Linked DNA regions of Capsicum annuum: region 1 is linked to region 2. Evidence: chromatin contacts called from public Hi-C data. All regions are on one chromosome and are shown on one strand. Each heading gives the region's core, a stretch centred on a gene start, on an enhancer-like site or on the middle of the called end of the contact. The rest is flanking DNA. Distances are from core to core; before and after follow the strand shown.

Region 1 (4,344 bases), core at 1,065-3,564, 52 kb before region 2:
AACCCCAAAAAACACTTAATAAGAACATGCAACAATTACTTCATTCAAAAATCCTCAAAAATCGATTCAGTAAATGATGAAAAAAAATACCAACCTCAACACTTAAAAATCAGAATAATCAATGGAGATTAAGATAAAATTTAATGTTGTAAGTTGGAGCCAAGTACAGTTGTATTCAAAATGGTAACCGATGCTTGATTTTAGGAGAGTTTTAAGGGTGAAAATGGTGAAAGAATACATCTTACTTATGTGTATTTACTTTTTGAGAGAGAAACACCAAAAATGAGATTTTTGTAATAAGTTTGAGAAGTTTGGATTTTTTGTAATTAATGAAAGATAAGTTGTTTTATTTTGTAATTTGTATAAATAACATAAATACCAACCCTTTTGAAAGTAATTACACTCTCTCACTACTTTTTAAATTACTTTATTCTCTCTCCCTATTAATATACATAACATAGCCGAATTTTTGTAATATGTTTAGGAAGTTGAGATTTTTTGTAATATTAAAAACATAAATTGTGTATTTGTGTAATTTACGTGTGGCTAGTCAAAATATATAGAACATATATACTGATTGTGTATGTTTATATAAATAATGTGTATATTATATGTACATTTATACTCAAATATGCAAAATTTTCCATTTTGCTGGCTATTTTTTAATTATATAAATTTACCAAGATCACGGAAAGATATTGCACTGTAATTATATCAATATATTAGGTACTTCCTCCTGTTCAATTTATACTTATTATGAAATGTTTCATGTTACCTATATAATTTGTATTGTTTTGTAAATATAAATATTAGTTTAACCTCAATATCACATTCATTCATATGTATCATATAAAATGAAACCCGAAGGAGTATAATTTATTATTACACTACACTATGAATTGAGGTATATTCTCTTGAGTTTATGGTTGGCTGAATTTTAAGAGTTTAGACTGCCAGTCTAGCTTTCCACTACACATTTAGAAGCTCACACTACTGCTGCTAAAATTGGTTGATTATGTCCATTCGTTGTGCTGCATGTTTAGTCCAAAGTTTTGCCCCTCTTATGTATTACCCTCTTCTCTTTTGACTTTAATAGAAGTGACAAAAATATAAATAAGAATATTTTAACAATATACACGTGTATATTTGGAAGCCATCACCGTTTGAAGGACGATCAATCTTCATACATATCAAGTTGAGTACAATACTATACTTCAAATCACATGGAATTTGAGGCGAAACTTAGATTTTAACCATAAGCACAAGGTTCTAGATTAAAGTTATTGAGTTTTGTCAAAACACCTGAGCAAAACCACAGTTCTATTATCCCTGATGTGATCACATCGAACAACAGCAATCCTCAAATCCTAATAACTTATGCTTGTTCAGGAATACAACACACACACACCAAAAAAATACTGAACAAAACAGGAAGAACAAGTTAGCTAGCTAGTTCTGAGGCTTATGTCCCACACCTGGACTATGACCTTCTTCAGTACTAATAGTAGGCAGCCTCTTTCTGTGCTGTCTGGTCATACTTCTTTTTTCAATGGGCTTTACAGCTAAACATCCCTTAATCCCTTGTTTACCATAACCTGAAAAAATAGTTGTGCCAAAAATCATTAGAATTAGGAAGAGATAAACAAGCAAATAGTATAATTTAGCTCTGTTGGCCATGGTTTCAGTACACTACTTTAATTTTGACTAATTTTCCTTTGACTAGAAAATCACTTCCCTCTTTAAGCTTTGTCAAAATCAAGAATCTCCACTAATAGTGTGCTGTCATTTTCAACCTCCCAATTAGTTGATGGGTCCAAGCTAGATCTCTTAATTAATTAACACTATTAGCCCTAATCAAAAAAGTATTAGTAATATTAAATTATATTAGGACAAACAGAAATCTAAGCCGTACTCTCTAATGCGCATGCTTCAACTTGCTGATTTTGTTAATCAACCCACGAACCTCTGTCTCCATGTGACATGGCCCATGGGTCCAATGTTTTTTTTTTTTTTTATATATAAAGAAAAGAAATACGAAACTTAGGATTGTTTGATATGGGAATAAGATAGATAAATTTATTTCAATATTTATATGACGTAACTAATTATATAATTTTAATTGGATAAATAATTTTGAGATTATTTAATATCTCTAGCTAATTAATTGAACATATGATAAAAATAATTTTGTATTTTAATTTGAGATTATTATTCATTATCTACGTATAAAACGACCCCCAGAGAATCTAGGCCTGGACAACCTACTAGCCTAGGCAATTAATTTACTAAGCGTATCTTTATCATTAAAAATAACGTAATTCACGTATCAATGTGGGGTTTAAGACTGCTTATGCCTTAAACATAAACTAACTTAACTACCACTATCCCTAAATTATTTTTATATATAGTGGGGTCAGATGTCAGAACTCCAAATTAAACTCGAAGTTCAACTTCATGTGTACTTTTTCTTTCTTAGAAACACTACTACTGTTCTAGTATTGTACCTAATTTTGTCTTTTCATATATAATACTCCTAGTAACTTTTAAGATTCATTTGACGTACGGTTGGTAAATGTCAATTCAATTTATTCCTTAAAATTTTAAAAAGGAGGACGATACAGTACTAATAATATATGACGTTGTCTCGGTGTCCTTTTCTCTAAGATTTAGGATCGTTTAGATGAAAATAAGTTATTTCAAAATTAGCTAGCTTTGGATTAGTTATTTCACACTCAATAAGAGATAAAAGTAACATTACAATTCTAGGATGAGGTATTTCATGAATTTTATCTCAACTAAACATGAAATAAGTTCAACTTAAAATTAATTATCCATTATCCCTCCTACTAAACAACTCTATGTCAAGGTTTTCTTTAATCATTTGACCCAAAGAAATAACATATTTAAAAAAATCTTTGAATAAACAATTAAATATATATCTTAATTCTTGGCGACTCTGTCAAGCTTTGTTAGCAAGTTATTGGTCTCTTATGAACACATGGGTGTGTAACTTGTCAGTTTAATTAACCAAGCACCCCATTTAATCATCCACCCCTCCAATCCCCTAACCCCCACCCCCGCCCCCACCCACACACACAAACCCCCCAAAGACATTAAGAACGTCTAGGTACATTCAATGTTGAGTACAGCTACATTTTTTTTCTTTACAAGACCAGGTACATATGCAGAAAGGCATGAGAACGTGAAGTCCGCTACCTATCTAGCAAACTTTTTATTTTAATTGCACTGATTTCGTATTAAGGCATGCAGGTCAAGTCCTGAGTACACAAATTAGATGATCACCTTTTACTTTAAAGAATCCACCGCCCGCTTTAATTCATAAAAACGAATCAAGTTTGCACGTGAGCGATCATACTAAAAATGTTAAATTTGAGGAATGTATTGAGTAATATTAGCAGTTAGCACACAAGAAAGTATAACGGCATTTTCAAACTTGTGGATTAAATGATCATAGTTCATACAATTCGATATTCAATGATAATTCTGGTGGAAATTAGAGCAGATCCGTAGGTAGATCCTTAACTCAAATAGTATCCACTTATAAAATTCAGACAATAGGAATGTAACGTCATATTAATATAATCAAGGGATTTGGCACCAGCTAACTAAAGTTATTGTAAAGTATAATGCACCGTCCATGCAGTATCCTGCTTACTTTCTTCAGCCATATTTAAAACGATAGACTCCCTCCACCGTTCAAATTTATTTGTGTTAAGTTACTATTTGGATTAAAAAAAGTTTTGTTTGATCATTAATTAGTTCAAACTTTTTCTCTCTCTGAGAGTTTACTGTAAAACTCACCTTTCATAGCTATATTTTACGTAATTATCATTATAGCCGTTGTATTCAGTTTACGATCGCTGTATTCGATTTTATCAATAGTCTGTATTCAGGGCAAGTTTACCAAAAGGACACTATGGAAAACTATTTTGCCAAAGTTCAAACTTGTTGAATAATTTGCCAAAAAGACACTTAAATCTACATCATTATCAACTTTTCCAACTTAACAACTTCACCCACAAATTTTGTAATAATTCACTTTAACTCAATACTTCCAACTTAATAAATTCATCCACAAGTTTTAAATAATACACTTCAACCCACTCCATCATCCACCATTATATATATAAAATATCTAGGTTTCCAAAAATATTAAATAAAAAAAATCCAAAAGCTAAAATAGAAGGTGGTTGTTTTCCCTCCAAAAAGCTCCGATTCCGGCCACTTTTCCAGCGTTATTGTTTGGCGATCAGCTCTAAATCAATCCACAAACATCGTAAGCTTGTCCATTGGACCCATTGTTACCCCATTTATTTGGTATCA
Region 2 (4,235 bases), core at 1,683-4,182:
TGCAAGAGTACCAGCCTAAGCAAAGCAGCAAAATGATTAGATTGTATAATTTTTTGTCCAAGTGCCTGCAGTGGTAAAGTGGGAAGGATGCAAGAAGATACCTCTTCAGGTGAGTGTACATGTGACTTATGTGTTCCGTTCAAGAGTTTGGCATATCGATCATAGGAATTTGAAAGCACAGAAACCATGCGTCGCAGTAGATTCTTTCTAAAGAGAAATATCACAGAAACACCCTTTTTATTGAAGTACTCAGCAATTTCCTTATGGTGTGCTATTAACCCCTGCAATTGCGATTATTAATCAAGTCAAATAACAACCCTCTTATTTCAAACAATCATTATTAAGTATCAAGTTCTTTATGACTATTACAAGAAATATAGCCTTCTTAATGAATTCTTGTGCTTTACATGGGTATAGCGCTTCCTGTAAACAAGGAAAACAGAAATAGTGGCCAACACCTCCATGAGTGCGTGAGTGTTCGGCTATCATCAATCCAAGCCATATGCAGAACAACGAACGAACAGTTTTAGGTGATAAAAGCATCTATTAATTGCAATATCTTGACAGGTATAGATGTTCTTAGCCCTTTTTATCTCTCAGATCATCACTAAACATGTCATTTAGACAATTAGTCTTAACAGTTTGGTGAAGCTTTCCAGTTTCTCGATGGAATGCATATGAGTTTCCTTGTGAATGAGTTCGCAGGTTCCTTTAAGTCGAGTGTAGCAAAGGGATTCTCCAAAGAGAAGCTCTCTTGTAATAATTAATTCTTTTCAACAAGTAAAACTTGACCTTCTACCCCAGGCTACAAGTTCAAGAGGACCTTTCCCCTTTTCAAAAGGGGAAATACTTTGGCGATGTGGAGTCACAGTTAACTATCTGGAAAAACTCTGGAGTCGTAAGGAGTTCAAGAGAGGCCTTAACTACTCCATATTCATCTCTACCTTCAAGCTTTCCAACATATAGAATCTGAAGCATGACAAGGGACACTTTTAAGGTAACAAAAAGTTATTACCTGATTAAACATCCATTTGAAGCCCACTGCAGCCGAGCAATGATTTTTGGAAGCACTCGTAAAGAAGTCCAAATTGTAAACTGTGTCCAATGTCCTCAGGATTGAAGAAGCATTTTCTCTCCTATCTTTGACAGAGAATATTTCACCATTGGAGCTTACATTCATATGACTATTCAATAGTGTCTCAAACCATCCACTCCCAGACCTCTGCATTGAGAGAATGGCAAAGAGCCGTACAGGATTACAGCCACATTCGTTCCTAAATCAAATAAAATGGAGGTGAATTGAGTCCAGGCAAATTCGTGTAAGACGAAAGCTTAAGAATCAAACCGAAATTTCTCAACTACATACCGGCTAAAGGTTTTTGGCTTCGGATAATGCACGTATGGAATTTGGGATCGATCCATGTCATAGTTATGACAAGGCCTTTCTATGACTTCAATGTTCAAGTATTTGCTCGTTTTCTCCATGTTAGTTTGTTTAAGACAAATTGAACAGATATAAATACCAAAGATCAGCGTAAAAGCTACAACCACCATCCTTAACAATGCTGGAGACTTCTTGGGAGGTTTTATGATGATACTATCCTGTCATTCAAATACAAGCCAATATTCAATATGAAACTGGAAAGAAAAAGACAAAGGCGAAGTTACTTATCACTTTAACCTTATACCACAGATTAAGCAAGATACAAGTTACCTTTGGGTTTATAAGCTCAATTAAAAAGCTACAACATAAGGAACAATAAAACCATAACCAAATTGTAAAGAAAGGTGATTTATTTATTGAAAGAAGAGATAAACAATCCCAATTAGTGACTGCAAAGGGAAAAACAGAACAAGTATTTCAAGGGAAAGCAATACCACCGGCACAAATTAGGTTACAAGATAAGTTATACTCAGCTAGTTGTCTCTGAAAGTATATGAATAAGTAAAATTTATATCTACTTGAACTTAGAAAACTCAAAATTTCTACAACCAAGGGTGTGACCCAGTCGTCCAATGAAGTGGGTTGCACACCATGAGGTCTAGGTTCAATTTCCAAATGAGACAAACACCAGATGATTTCTTCTCATCTGTTCTACAATGGTATACAGAGTTAGCTGGTACCTGTTGCCGGGGGGAGGAGACAGGTATCCAATCTGGCCCGGACACCACAGTTAAGTTATCAAAAAGGGAAAAAAAGAGTATTCAAAATTTCTGCTGAAGTTGAAAACGTTTTAATCAGAAATCCGAAGAACAAATACAAGAGGATGCACAAGTTTTTCCACTGTTTCCACACGAAGTACTGCACAAATAATAGTGAAATTATTTTTGTCAACAAGAATATACTCCAAGATAACTTTAAGTTTGAATCCACCAAAACATTCACTGTGGCACCAACAAAGAACCCAACAACAAGAGGGGGGAGCTGTGTTTCCAGCTCAAACAAGAATGTAAATTACCCAATTCCAAAGAACAAATTTTCAGCTGGATCTCAGCTTAACATACTCAAAAAGAGCTACAGAAAAGGAAAAGGGAACACAAATGTTTAGAATGAAAAACTAGAATGGAAAAGTTAAAAGCACAAACCTTTGCAAAGAAACAAATTTCCTCAACCATCTTATCTCCTACTTGTAAGTAAATAAACAAAGAAAAATGAAAAGGGTGTATAGAAAACTCAAAATCTTGAACTACTGTTGGCCCCTTTTTCTCACAGTATATATATACTCAGCAGTTCAAATGCCTGTGCTTTATGTATGTATCAGCTGTGTATGTAATGGAAGCAGAGGGTTTGAGGAAGAGGGCTTTAAAGGGTCAACAGCTGGAAGTGCACTCGCATCAAGAAAGAAACACCTCTCAAGTTTTGCTGCTGATGGTCTCTTTCAATTTAGATTTTCTAGGACAGAATTATGTGGAAACATGTCTATAGTCTCCTCCTTCAAATTTACTGTTTACTTATTCCGTCCTTTTCTTTTCTTTTTTTCCAAGTAGCCTGCGCTCGATAATTACGAGACTAATCCTTCATTCTTCAGTCAGCACATTTTACAGTAGAAAACTTGACATAGAGTTTACTCTATTCGCTAGTCTAGTCGCTAGAGATGAGGATCAAACCCTCGATCTCTTGCTTAAAAGACATAGCGCTGAACCACTATACCAATTTTAATGGTTATTCCGTTCTTTTCGTTTTAATTCATCATCTTGTTAAAAGTTTGTTTTCAATTAATTATTCTATTTAAAAAATAAAAAAAATATTGATATTCTTTTATTAAAATAACTATATAATGTGTATATAATTAAATTTATATTTTTAAAATATAATTAATAAGACTAATTTAATTAAATAAACTCCTAATAAATATTTTCTTAATAATAGTATAGAGTCGATTATTTTGAAATAAAGGAAATATTTCCTAATTGAATTTCCACTAACTTGTCATTTTTGACATATGAAAAAAGATAAAAAAATAAATAAATAAAATCCATTTTACCTTAAGTTTTTCTTGAATTTCCTACCTTACTTGGATTCTACCATAATTGTATTTTACTTCAAAAAAAATTTAGTGAAAAATATTTCCTAGTAGAAAAAGATCTCTTTCCTATTAGATTTCTATTAGGTTTATTCGTTCGTAGAAGAAGGATTTTGTAACCGAAGATTTCTCTTATCAAGTCATAACACAACTCTATCACAATGTAGTCTTTAAAAGTTTTGTTTAGAGAAAATTTTTCTCAATTAATTTTTATGTTTTTTATTTAGATTTTTAATATGTAGGCCTATTAGCCTAATCATACCAATAATATTATGTTTTAGTATATTTTTCTTGCCATTTTATTTATCGTCTCAATAGTCTGCAGCTATTAGCTTCTGCATGATGCACTCTCGATTTCGAACCTAACATATTCCTCAAACTAATTTAAGACACAATAACAATCATCAATTAATAGGAGTATTATCATAAAATGATCAGAACTAATAATTATTTTCTCAATGAATGTATTAAGTGAAATATGATAAGTAAAAATTAAAGTTTAGAATGTTAGCCAGTACACAATGACTCACAAAAGCAAAATAGAGAAAATGAATTTATAATTATTTAATTAAGGTGTAGCTAAGCTTAATTGTCGCACAAAAATAGAAGTTGGGAAAGTTTTTAACCATAAAAGGAAAAGGTAGTCACAAATTTTATATATAAATTGCAAGTAATTTCAAACCTATAAGAGAAAGATTCTTCAATTTATGT

The links. A called contact is a pair of places that touch in the nucleus more often than the background predicts.
Region 1: a contact with region 2 is called in a Hi-C map of bud, with 3 times the contacts expected there. The contact joins the enhancer-like site here to the promoter of LOC107860315 in region 2. A contact is called at or near these places in 3 of 5 Hi-C or Micro-C datasets (bud, leaf and placenta).

Annotation. Positions count from the first base shown.
Region 1 is chr2:146,468,516-146,472,859 of UCD10Xv1.1, reverse strand. No RefSeq gene overlaps it. Among protein-coding and RNA genes, the nearest start is that of LOC107860316, 22 kb to the left of the region's middle. Within about 2 kb of position 2,314, at least 1 of the 5 cell types and tissues checked has an H3K27ac peak or open chromatin away from gene starts, as enhancers often do.
Region 2 is chr2:146,417,459-146,421,693 of UCD10Xv1.1, reverse strand. It overlaps LOC107860315, which reads right to left and starts at 2,932. Exons shown (of 6, transcript XM_016705630.2): 1 at 2,587-2,932; 2 at 1,367-1,602; 3 at 1,016-1,274; 4 at 102-281; 5 at 1-15. The coding sequence starts at 2,616.